Linked DNA regions of Capra hircus: region 2 is linked to region 1. A link is a contact called in public Hi-C data. All regions are on one chromosome and are shown on one strand. The core of a region is the stretch at or near the end of the contact, and the rest is flanking DNA. Distances in the headings are between cores, read along the strand shown.

Evidence for each region. Hi-C and Micro-C count contacts between places; a contact is called where the count stands out from the background.
Region 2: a Hi-C map of liver shows a contact between it and region 1, with 3 times the contacts expected there. The contact joins two enhancer-like sites. A contact is called at or near these places in 2 of 5 Hi-C or Micro-C datasets (blood and liver).

The regions. Positions count from the first base shown.
Region 1 is chr1:152,903,768-152,910,189 of ARS1.2, forward strand. No RefSeq gene overlaps it. Among named protein-coding and RNA genes, the nearest start is that of GALNT15, 110 kb to the right of the region's middle. Within about 2 kb of position 3,989, at least 5 of the 5 cell types and tissues checked have an H3K27ac peak or open chromatin away from gene starts, as enhancers often do.
Region 2 is chr1:153,078,923-153,085,344 of ARS1.2, forward strand. No RefSeq gene overlaps it. Among named protein-coding and RNA genes, the nearest start is that of DPH3, 22 kb to the right of the region's middle. Within about 2 kb of position 3,684, at least 1 of the 5 cell types and tissues checked has an H3K27ac peak or open chromatin away from gene starts, as enhancers often do.

The sequences.
Region 1 (6,422 bases), core at 2,739-5,238:
AGTGAATCAGCTGTGTGTGTACATATAGTTCCTGAAGTGAGAAGTCTCATTTGCTTTTCCTTTCTCTTCACTTTATTCTTCTTCTTTTTTTTCTTTTTTTAGGAGAAGAAGCAAGCAAGATGTCCAACCTATTCTTGAGCTCCAGCCTAACATTTGGTTATTTGTTCTTTATCCAAAGTCAATATTTTGGAAGAAGTTTGAACCAAATCATTCATGCATTCTCGGGTTTCATGCATGAAAAATCCCCACAGTTTTCCACTTAAAAAGAACTAAAAAGTCTGAGAAATATGTACTGAAAAGCTATTAAAGGTTGTAGGCTGTAAACTCCAAACTTGGCAGGATGAAATGGTCGTGAAAGAAGGAAGTTCAAGTCAAGTGCGAATCAAGTAGCCAAAGCTTGCAACGTGTTCACAGCATGTAGACAGAGCCCGTGTGGCGCACTGGACGGCGAGAGCCTGTCCTGAGGGGCCTGCCACCTAACCGGGTCCTCCAGACAAGGACACTTAGCTCTTGCCGGATCACTGCGATGGTCTCATGACTGGTCTCCCTGACTCTGTGTCTCTTTAAAGCACAAGTTTTATCAGGTCATCTTCCTGTTTACAAATGTTCAATGACTCTGCATTGCCCTCAGGACAAATCAGCGCTTCAGAAGTCACCTTAAAGAGGTACAGCCATGAGCCATCTTTGCTTCCCTCTCTGACCACACAGCTCAGCCACACCCCCACTAACACTGTGTCCCCCCGTCATGGTGAACTCCTGGTGTTCCAAGAATGCTCACTGCTCTCCAGCATGAGTCTTTGGACATGCCATTCTCTCTGCTGGGACCACACCCCAGTTCTTATTTATCCACCAGGAATCAGCTCAGATGTCGCCTCTTCCAGGAAGGACTAGGGCTGCCTTCCCTGGATTACCATTGCATTTGGTAATTTGTCATGATGTGTAATCATTATATGTTTACATGTATGTACTGTTCATATCCCCCATTAACTGCCTCAAGGCAGTTACCCTGCTGTATTTGACTTTTTAACCGCTAAAACCTACATAGTACTTGACTTATAATAGATACTAGATAAATCGTTGTGGACAAAAAGTAAACAAATAGCTCTAAAGCTTATTTACATTTGTTTTGCACCCTGGGAATAAGCCAGAGGAATATAGGGACATAGAGTTTTAAGAGGGGCACCTACAGAGTCAAGATTCTGAAATCCAGAGAATTGTTTACCCATGTCGTAATTTAGCCTAGAATTGAACTTTCCCTAGAAAATAACAGCCGCAGCGATTCAACCTGGCAGTGTTCTTGTTTTCAGAAGTGTTGGCACAATGGACTCTGTGTCATGGAGGTTTGGAATTTACTCATTTAATTAACAAAGATCATTTGAATTCCAGCTGTGCCAGGCCTAGTGCATGTTAAAATGTGAAGACAGCCTGCGTTGTTTTCCTCCAGGAGCTTGTAGTATCCTGGGGAATTGGTAATGGGGTTGGGTTTTGATTTGATGCTGTGGTTGTTGTTGTTAAGACTTCTACAAGGATGAAGTTCTTTTGGAGGAGAGCTGCCCCCTGTTGCAGGGAACTCAGCTGACCAATATGAGTTCAGCTCCAAAAAAATGTTTTTAATTTTTTCCCAGAAGAAAAAACAGGCATACAGCTCACCCAAGAGAAGAAATGTAGATGACACGCCCCACCATGGACACAAAATATTTTTTTAAAACAAATGATGCATGAACAAATAAATAAGAGGATACAGGATACAGATACGTGGAAGCAAGAAAATTCAACCTGAGTTTCTGACACACCTGAGTCATAAGGATGGAGCAGATTTTTCTCCCTAGAGGCACAGTCTGTTCCTTAAATCCTTGAGAATCATGTCCAACTTCTATGTGTGGAGGATAAATGTCTTTGGAGATGTTTGGAAAGGAAATGGAAGATGGTGAGAACCTAGAATGGTCAGGCTACAAACACATCAGAATTGATGCTGGAGGGATAGCAATATGTTGATGACATCAATCAATGGACCTATGCCTGAGGGTCACAGCGATATGGGATGGAATATCAAAGGGTGAGGTCTGACCTTAGAGGTGTACGGAGGAGAGCAGAGAACATGCCTAAAATTTTCCTCTGGCTGTTGACCACTTAGTCAACTTTCTAGATCTGAAATATCCACTCATTTCTGTTTTTCTTCTGAAAGTTAATCTTCTGAGATCTAGAAATGTATTTCAAGGAGAACCTCAGGATAGTTGCTTGCCTTTAAATAATAGCAGTGTTATTAAATAATGTATGCGATTGACTCCAATTCTCCCCTTCCTCTGGAGACACACTACACCATCTGTGTTCTCCATCTATATTTATACCTCCCTGACCCAGACTTGTCTTGGTCCCGTAGGATGTGGTACAGAGATTTGAGCCTAGTCTTAGGAGTCGTCCCTGACTCTCCTGTCTCTCTCTCTGCCTCTTCTATCATCATGAGAAGTGCTAGTCCTGTGTAGGCACTGCCTTCTAGCAACAATCAATATGCGTGGATCTGACGTGAGCCCCCAATCAATGAGATGCCAAGCCCATCTGGACTTGTAACTTGAAGCAGAACCACTCAGGTAATACCAGCCTGGATCAGCAGACCCTCAGCCAAGCCTCAGAGACAAAGCAAGAATCAATTAATGTTGTTTAGACACTCTTTGAGTTCATTTGTTCCACAGTGAAAACTGTCTCACAGGGAAGTCAAATAATTTGCAGGGAAGAGAGGAACAACGGTCATAGCAGGAAAAGCACTCACGAGAAAATCCAGCCAGAGCCTCTCGAGCCTCATAGGGAGGGGGGCAAGGAGATTCAAAACAGAAGAGCAAAGCAAAGCAAGCTTCCGGGTTAAAGAACGGTAGGCTGTTAAAAAAAAGAAAAAAAGATGAATGAAAGACTGCCCAGCATTTCTGCTCTTGAACTAGGGTTTGCCTGTCGCTTAGTACCTTCACGATCTCTCAGTTTTCTCATTGTGACATAGGAAGAATGGATAAAACTACTTCATAGGGGTCTTGCGAGGATTAAATGAGTGGAACACATACAAAGAGCTTAGAAGAGTGTCTGGCACATGTGAAGTGGAATACGCACGTTAGCTTAGTGGTGCCTCCATGATGGAGCTCCAGACAACTGCCGCTTGGTACTTCTGAGTCCACCACTAGGATGCTTGTGTTTTCATGTTAACTTAGCTATCAGAACTCCATTTCCCAGAATTTATTCCTAACTGCCTGGCCTGCCAACCTACAGTGACTTCAGGATTGACCCCCATCAAATGCAGAGTTAACAGCCCTCTTCACCAGCTCCCACCGTTATTCACCATCTCATCTCTATAGCAGGTCTGTGTTTTCCCACGTTACTCATCATGCTTCCCTGATCACACCTTGACTAATATCCTGACCTCTAAAACGTTAACTTATGAGTTGGGAGAGAAGATGAGGCATCATTGAAAACTTAGGATTTTTTCCAAAAAAGTTTGCATTCCCATAACCCTAAACATTCCGGTTCTCAACTATAGCCCCTCACCCCCCATCTCCCTAGACTTTTCTGCAGGAGGCCTTTGAGCAGCCGTGAATGAATATTGGCTGCTGAAATCCTCATGAAACAAATATTCCACTCCTGGCTTCAGAGCACTGATGGGTGGGGTCAGCCACTGGTCTGTCATCGTATTTCACAATCAAAGCAGTAGATTATCCCTAAGAATAAAACAAAAAAGGAATTCTATCTACATCAGTATTGCTATTTTCCCAATTTCCCAGAACGAGCTGTACAGAAAAATACAAATGCTATGAAGATAGGTCCAAGTGAAACACAGAATTCATAACAAGAGGATGTTGTTACTCCGGAAAAAGGCAACCCAGCGGGCTTTGGGTTAGTATTGCAGTCATGAAAACAAGTTCGACGTTTGTGTCAGATAAACAATCGTCGTCACCACTCTGGAAGCTTAGAAAGTGAGTCATCCTGAGGAGCGGGCGCTGAAGGCGGGGAGGCAGGCGTTCGCCTCAGCCCTCTGGCAGCTGACAGGCACATTCTTTCTTCCCCGTGACGCTGTCTCTGGGAGGTGCGCTGCAGCCGTAAGCACCAGCATCTCCGTTTCCACTGAAATGCCCTTCACCTCTTCCTCCCCAAGACGCCTGTGTGCTCTGCCCCCAACCTTCTGCTATCCCTGGGAGAGACCATTCTCTACCGCCAATGGATTTCCTCCTTGGGGGAAAGAAAATACTTCAAAAAGCTTCTCCTTGCAAGAGGGACGCATTGTTAAGGACTTTCCACCTAAGATGCGTTGGCTGAGTCCTCAAGACAGAAGAGAGCAGGTCCAGTCCCGAACCCAGTCAGCCAGCAAAGGAAGAAAGGGACTGAAAGGGGGATCAGAGACTGGCTAGGGGGAGATGCAAGGTCAACATCAGTGTGTGTGTGTGTGTGTGTGTGTGTGTGTGGGTGGGTGCAGGGGGTCCTGTAAACAGGAAGTGATGGCTGGGGTGAGGTCCACAGCAAGGCCAGGGATGGAAGCAAGGAGGAGGGTTCAGGCAGGAGAGGGTGAGGGGCCCCTGATTCTGCAGCCTGAGCTGGAGCTGGGGCAGGTGGACAGGCATTCCCAGGGTTCTGCCAGTTGCACTGCTGTCCTTTCTCCCTTCTCCTGAGTCTGCTTCATGACAGGACCAGGAGTTTCTACAGGCAGAGCCATCAGAGGCTGAGCACTCAGGAAGCAGTGTGGTATAGAGGAGGCGTGTCAGCCTTTTGCTTCAAGACATGTGATCACAGCGTTCCCAGAACCATTACTCAGAATTGCTACCAGCCTGAAACTAACCAAGCTACCTCCACTGCAGAATGGATCGGAAGTGGAGGTTTATTTATAAGCACATTGTGGCTGATTTTCTCAGTGGAATACTGTATTAGACTCCTGGGCTACCATAGCATATTGCCATAAACTGGTGGCTTCCCATCACAGAAATGTATTCTTCCCAATTCAGCAGACTAGACGTTCACAATCAAGATTTTGGCCAGGCTGGTTCCTCCTGGCTCCTTGGACAGAGGTTTTGCTCTCTCTCTCCCATAGTTTCTGGGGCTTGCCTGCAACCACTGTGGCTTGTGGTTGGATCACTCTGTCTTATCATGACCTTCTCCTCTCGATATCTTCTTGTAAGGACATTGGTTATAGGGTTCAGACTCCACCCTAATCCAGTATGATCTCATTTTAAGTGATCACATCTGCAAAGACCCTATTCTAAAGAAGGCCACATTCTGAGGTTTTAGGTAAACATAAATTTTGGAGAGACACTGTTCAACCCAGTACAAATACCACTAAACAGTGAAGCTGGCTGAACTATAGCCACATGCAAAGTGTGAATGAAAGCTTCAAACCCAGTATCTGATGAAAGAAGCTAGACACAAAGGAATATGTACTGTGATATTACACTATCACGTTCACGGTTTACTGTAGTGTTCAGGGGCAATGATGGTACCATAGCAAGAAGCAAGTCCATGATTCCCATAAAATTCAGAACGGCTGTGACCTTGAGGAGGAGACAGGGAAGGGGGCATGAGAGGGGTTTCTGGCATGCTGGAATGTTCTCTTTCTTTTTATTTTTGGGGAGAACAGTTTATAATTTATTTTAAAAGACATAATTGCCTCCTAAGAAATCTGTATACAGGTCAAGAAGCAACAGTTAGAATCCAACATGGAATAATGGACTGGTTCCAAGTTTGGAAAGGAGTACGTCAAGGCTGTATATTGTCACCCCACTTATTTAACTTCTATGCAGAGAACATCATGTGAAATGCCAGGCTGGATGAAGCAAAAGCTGGAATCAAGATTGACGGCAGAAATACCAATAACCTCAGATACACAGATGACACCACCCTTATGGCAGAAAGTGAAGAGGAACTGAAGAGCCTCTTGATGAAAGTGAAAGAGGAGAGTGAAAAAGCTGGCTTAAAACTCAACACTCAAAAAACTAAGATCGTGACATCCAGTCCCATCACTTCATGGCAAATAGATGGAGAAACAATGGAAACAGTGAAAGACTATTTTCTTGGGCTCCAAAATCACTGCAGATGGTGACTGCAGCCATGAAATTAAAAGATGCTTGCTCCTTGGAAGAAAAGCTATGACAAACCTAGGCAGCATGTTAAAAAGAAGAGACATTATTTTGCTGACAAAGGTCTATATAATCAAAGCTATGGTTTTTTCCAGTAGTCATGTGCAGATGTGAGAGCTGGACCGTAAAGAAAGCTGAGTGCTGAAGAATTGATGCTTTTGAACTGTGGTGTTGGAGAAGACTCTTGACAGTCCCTTGGACTGCAAGGAGATCCAACCAGTCCACCCTAAAGGGAATCAGTCCTGAATATTCTTTGGACGGACTGATGCTAAAGCTGAAGCTCCAATACTTTGGCCGCTTGATGCAAAAAACTGACTTATT
Region 2 (6,422 bases), core at 2,434-4,933, 170 kb after region 1:
GATCTCGCTAAAATGCTTCCCTTGATGGAATCCCCTCTATGGATCCCCCATTATTTTCAGGGTAATACCATGGACCCCCAACATAGCGTGCCTGCAACCTCCTTCCTAGCCTGGGCTTTAGCCTCTGGACTCGCTGGCTGCCCCTCACCCCACTGTCTCCAACACATAGTCCCTAATGCAACGCTCATTCTTTTGTACCTGCTTTTGCTATGCTGTTCCCTTTACCAAGCATGCCCTTTTCTAGGGAACCCTCCTACATTGTCAGCAGGAATATAGGTTGGTGCAGCCCTTTCCTCAAAAAACTAAAAACTATAGGATGCTGATGAAAGAAATGGAAGAGGACACAAACAGATGGAAAGATACACCGTGTTTTGGATCGGAAGAATGAATATTGTCAAAAATACCCAAAGCAATCTACAGATACTATGCAATCAAATTACCAACAGCATTTTTCACAGAACCAGAACGAAAAAGTCTTAAGATTTGTATGAAGACACAAAAGATCCCAAACAGAGAAAGCAATTTTGAGAAAGAAAAATGGAGCTGGAAGAATCAGATTCCCTGACTGCAAACTATCATACATAGCTATAGTCATCAAAGGAGTATGGCCCAGGCACAAAAACAGACATATAGATCAATGGAATAGGACAGAAAGCCCAGAAATAAACCCGCACACCTATGGTGAATTAATTTACAACAAAGGAGATAAGACTATCCACCGGAGGAAAGACAGTCTCTTCAATAGATGCTGCTGGGAAAGCTGGACAGCCACATGTAAAAAAGGAAATTAGAACACTCTTCAACACCACACGCAAAAATGAACTCAAAATGGATTAGAGCCCCAAAGGTAAGCCTGGACACTAAAACCATCAGAGGAAACCAGAGTTGCAGCCGTATCTTCATTCCACCTCCCAGAGTAATGGAAATAAAAACAAAAATAAACAGATGAGACCTAATTAAACTCAAAAGTTTTTACACAGCAAAGGAACGTATAAACAAAACCAAAAAGCAACCCACAGATTGGGAGAAAATGTTTGCAAATGATGTGACCGACAAGGGATGTTTCCAAAATATACAAACAGCTCATGTGGTGTAATATAAAAATAAACAACCCACTCAAAAAATAAGCAGAGGACCTAAATAGACTTTCCTCCAAGTAAGACATGCAGATGGCTAATAGGCATACGAAAAGATTTTCAACATCATTAATTATAGAAAGTAAAGAAAGCGAAGTCGCTCAGTCGTGTCCAACTCTTTGTAACCCCATGGACTGTAGCCTACCAGGATCCTCCATCCATGGGATTTTCCAGGCAAGAGTACTGGGGTGGATTGCCATTTCCTTCTCCAGGGGATCTTCCCAACCCAGGGATCGAACCCAGGTCTTCTGCATTGTAAGCAGACGCTTTACTGTCTGAGCCACCAGGGAAGTTCATTAATTATAAGAGAAATGCAAATCAAAACTCCATTGGGATACCGCCTCACACCAGTCGGAATGGTCATCATCAAAAAATTTATAAACAGTAAATGCTGAAAAGGGTGTAGAGAGAAGGGAACCCTCCTACACTGTTGGTGGGAACACAAATTGGTGTGGCCACTGTGGAGAACAGTATGGAATTTCCTTAAAAAGCTAAAAATAGGGCTGCCATCTGATCCTGGGCGTACACCCAGAGAGAAACGTGATCTGAAAGGACGCGTGCACCCCAGTGTTCACGGCAGCACCGTGAACAATGGCCAAGACACGGGAGCAACCAACATGTCCATCAACAGATGAGGGCGCAAAGAAGGCACGCACGTGCAGACCACAGTGGAATATTACTCAGCCATAAAAAAGATTGAACAAAGCTATTTGCAGCAACATGGGTGAACCCGGATATCATCATACGGAGTGAAGTAAGTCAGAGAAAGACAAATATCATGTGGATACTGCTTACATACTGAATCTAAAAAAATAATGATACAAATGAACTTATTTGCAAAACAGAAATAGACTCACAGTCTTAGAGAACAAACTTATCCTTTGTTCCCTACTGGGGGAAGGGCAGGGGGAGGAGAATTAGGGAATTTGGGAGTAGCAGAGGTAAAGTGTTATATATAGAATAAATAACAACAAGGTCCTGCTGCAGAGCACAGGGAACGGTGTTCGATAGCCTGTGATAAACCATAAGGGGAAAGAACGTATACACGTGTATAACTAAATCACTTTGCTGTACGATAGAAATTACAGCATTGTAAATCAACTATACTTCAATAAAATAGTTTTTTTTAAAAGAGTTCCCTTTTCTCCTCCTATCAGCTTGTTCTTATCTACCACACCTGACAGTTCATGTAGCATCTCCCCAGAGTCTTCCCCCAGCACCAGGGCTGGGCTAAGCACCCCTCTTCTCAGGGGCTGGGTTCGTGGCTCTGGCTGAACATGGTCCACTCTGTACTGAAATGATCAAACACGTCTCCTCCACTAGTCTAGAGTTTTGCCCATATTTTTACCTAGAGTCCCTAACACAGTATCTGACTCTTGTTAGACACATAACACACACTTGTTGAATTTTAAGGGAAGTGATAACAACGTGTTTGTGTGTGTACCTTGTCAAGCAGAGTGAACGCAAAAAAAAAGTTACACAACTCCAATTTAAGAGCTCTTATTTGAGGTCAGATTTAAGAAGACTTTGGGAACTTCCCTAGTGGGCCAGTGGTTAAGACTCCACCCTTTGACTGCAGGGGGCATAGGTTCAACCCCTGATCTGAGAACTCCCACATGCTGTACCGTGTGGACAAAAATATATGTATATATTAAGAAGATGTTGTCCTGATTACATTTTAGTCTTCCAGACTCTAGATTAGGAGGCAAAAATTCTAAATAAGCTAAAACCTTTTTTTTTAAGAATTCACAAGTCTAGTTCTTTGGAATCAAACTTTGCCAAAGGAGCATCATCTTTAAAAAATAAAAAGTGCATAAAGGCACAGCAATCAGGCAAGTCAGCGTGCTGACTACAGAAGCGGGCTGTGTGCGATTCATCCCTTTAAATAAGGACACTAAGGAGAAACGCTTCAAAGCCCGGAAATGATGAGCCGGAAGTAACAGTGCCAAGGACGAGAAGTAAGCCCTCCAACCTCACATGGAAGACCTGGCCTTCCACCCCAAATCTGTGGGGTCCCCGAGGAAACCACGGAGATGAGGACACACTGAGGACTCTGGTTAAACACGGAGCAGTGGATTCCCCATGCGGAGGGGCGAGGGGTGGGGAGGTTCTTAAAGGCGCTTTTATTTTAGCTCCTCAGGGATAAGAGGGTGTCGGGGCCTATCCCGTGAGTGCAGGGCGCCTCCCCGGGCGGAGTCTGACTTTGCAGGGCTGGCACAGTATACAGAGGCGTCAGGCCAAGTGGGCATCTACTCTTTGGTCTACACGAGTGACTTCTGAATCTTCATTAACACGGCGAAGGTGTCTCTGAGCCTGGACCCCTGAACTCAGGATCTGGAAACGGTGCTTCTCCCCGAACCTCTCTGGGAGTGCAGGAGACTTGGTGGGCGGGTCCTGCTTCCATTATTACTTCCGGGATTTTCCCAGGGGGCAGGAAATACTTCCTCCCGCCATCAGCTGCCCCACGCTGGATGTTTGGGACATCCACTGCCCCCACTCACCCCACAGCCACTGGGCTTCTCACCCCCAACTGGGCTGGCCCAGCATTCTTTTGCTTTACCCCAGCTCCGTCCCACCTCAAGCTGGGCGTGGCCAACCTCTGAGACAGTGGGGAGGGGCATGGTGGAAGTTTCCCTCTGGCTCCTCCAGGAAAGCTTCAGAATCTCTGCATCTGCCCCCAAGTCCCCTCAGAACCTAGATTTTTCACTTGAATTTTTATTTTTTTCCCCAAGGTCAGTGCTACCGACCAGATGGGCCCAGGCATCTGTATTTTTAAAAGACCTCTCAGTGTTTCTGACAGGTAGCCAGAATCAGGATTCTCATGCTCTTGAGACATACAGCCTTCTCAAGTAACTGCCCTTCAAACATTGCCGACACCAGAACAAAACTAAACTTTATATTCTTCATAGCTTAAAAAAAACTGGGTGCTGGATTACTTAGGATTCTTTGGTTAATAAGCAGAAGCTCTAACCCTAATTGGCAAAAGAGGGAAATAGTAGACTCATATAACTGGCAAACCTGGAACAGCTTCAGGTCAAGCTTGATCCAGGATAAAAAAGGATCACCAGATCCACTGAAGTGAAGTGAAGAAGTGAAGGGAAGTTGCTCAGTTGTGTCCGACTCTTTGCGACCCCATAGACTGCAGCCTGCCAGGCTCTTCTGTCCATGGGATTTTCCAGGCAATAGTACTGGAGTGGATTGCCATTTCCTTCTCCAGGGGATCTTCCCAACCCAGGGCTTGAACCTGGGTCTCCCACATTGCAGACAGAGGCTTTACTGTCTGAGCCACCAGACAGATCCATTACTTGGCCTGATTTCCTGGTCCCCAGGATGGCTACTTGCTGGCTTTAGACACCCCAACTTGGGGCCGCAACAACTCTTGCTGCTTAATAAATTATCCCTTAATCGATGGACTAAAACAGTGACTTTGTTAGAACTTGCAGTTTCGTGGACTATGAGTCTGGGCATGGCTCAACCAGGCAAGTCCTTTGCTTCATGTGGCAACAACTGGTGCTGCTGGATGGTAGTCAGATGGTGCCTGGTCTAGTCTGGAGGGTTGAAAAGAGCTGCACTCACATACCCAGCCCCCTGGCCAGGGTGTCTAGCAGGCTGTTCAGCTGGACCCTCCCCTCTCCTGAGAGAGGTCCCTGCAGCCGGGAAGTCCGGTCTCTTACCCTGTGGCTCAGTGGACCAACACAGAAGCTGCTGGTCTTCTTAAAAGCCTGACCTGGAACTCATACACACGCCTTCCATCATTCTCCTTGCTCAGAGCAATCACAGAGCAACCCACATTGAAGAGGAGGGCAAACAGACCCCACCCTTCAAAGGGAGGAGTAAGCACTCATCAGTAAAGCCCAGTGGCAGAGCCAGAGTTCGTGACCCGTAAAGTACCGTCCCAACAAGCCCAGTGGCAGAGCCGGAGTTCACGTCCCAGATCCGCAGCAAGAGCTCTGAGGGTCACTCTGGTTAAACTGGCCAGGGGATGCACCCACTCCTGGCCCACCCTCTGTGACCAGGAGCTTGGGGATTGTGATTGGAGCTGGGAGTGGAGACACCCCCAGGCCACACTATGCCTCGGAAACTCTGCAGGCAGGAGCTAGCATTGGGCAGGTCCTGGGGAGGCAGGCTAGCTTGGGGCAACCTGACAGCAGATGGGAATGAGGCCGTGGATGTGGGAGCCTTCTTTAATGGGGAACACATGTACACCATGGCGGATTCAAGTCAGTGTATGGCAAAACCAATACAATATTGTAAAGTAAGATAAATAAACAGGAAAAAAAAAAAAGGAAACAGGAGTCAGCGAGTCAGGAGAGTGGGGCAGAGAGAGAGGAAAAGCCAGAGGAAGGGTGTCGTGAGCAGAGGGCTTGGTTGTTCCTCCTCTGTGACGTCCACAGGAAGTGGACATTCCAGAAGCATCCACGGCAGGGCGGAGGCTGGGAACTTTTTCCATGAGAGCTCCTCTCTTCCTGGTTGACGTGGCCCCTGGGGGTGTGAGCTCTCTTCAGGCACCTTATAGACTGTGAGGGCAGAGAGCTTCCAAGCTTCAGAGAAGGCCCCCGGGCAGGAAAGCAGAGAGGACTGAGCTCAACTGTCACGCTGCGCAAGATGAGTCTGAGCCTGCGTGGCAAGGTGCCCTAAGGCTGAAACCCGGGCACAGCCAGGGATGCCACACCGGGCACCAAAATGTCTGCAGCAGGAGCCAATCCAGTGCCCTCTTTGTCTGCCCTGGGGAGGGGGTGCAGAGTGCCAATGTCTGGCCCGGGGGCTCCCGGGAGCATCTCTGCAGCTGATGAAGGTCACCAGGAGCTCCCGCGGGGCAGCAGGTCAGAACTGGCCTCTCTCTCCCCAGCCGGACGCCACCACCTGGCACACACCTGCCGTCGTGCAAGTGGGACTCACTGCAACCAGGGGGATCGCACCCCAGAGGCACCGTGGGGGTCCCAGCAGGAGGGCACAGAGGGGCTTGGGAAGCCAAGTGGGGGCGAGGAGCCTTTGGAAAGGGTACCGGGAACCCGATCTTCCTCTGGGCTGGAGGCGGTCGGGAAATGGAGCCATGTTATGACTGGGAATCTCGTGTTTTTATACAAGGTGAGGGGAGGCGCTGAGCAGGGCTAAAGTCATGGCGGGTGGAGGGAGCACCGCTCCTGTTCTCCAGGAGAGGGGCGCTCTGCTCATTCTGAGGTCCGCCCAGAGTTCTCGCTTTGTCCAAGCGCATGCGGGCAGCGGCGTGACCCTGCTTCCGTCGTGCTCCATCACAGGCCCAGAGCGGCCCTGTCTGATGTTGGT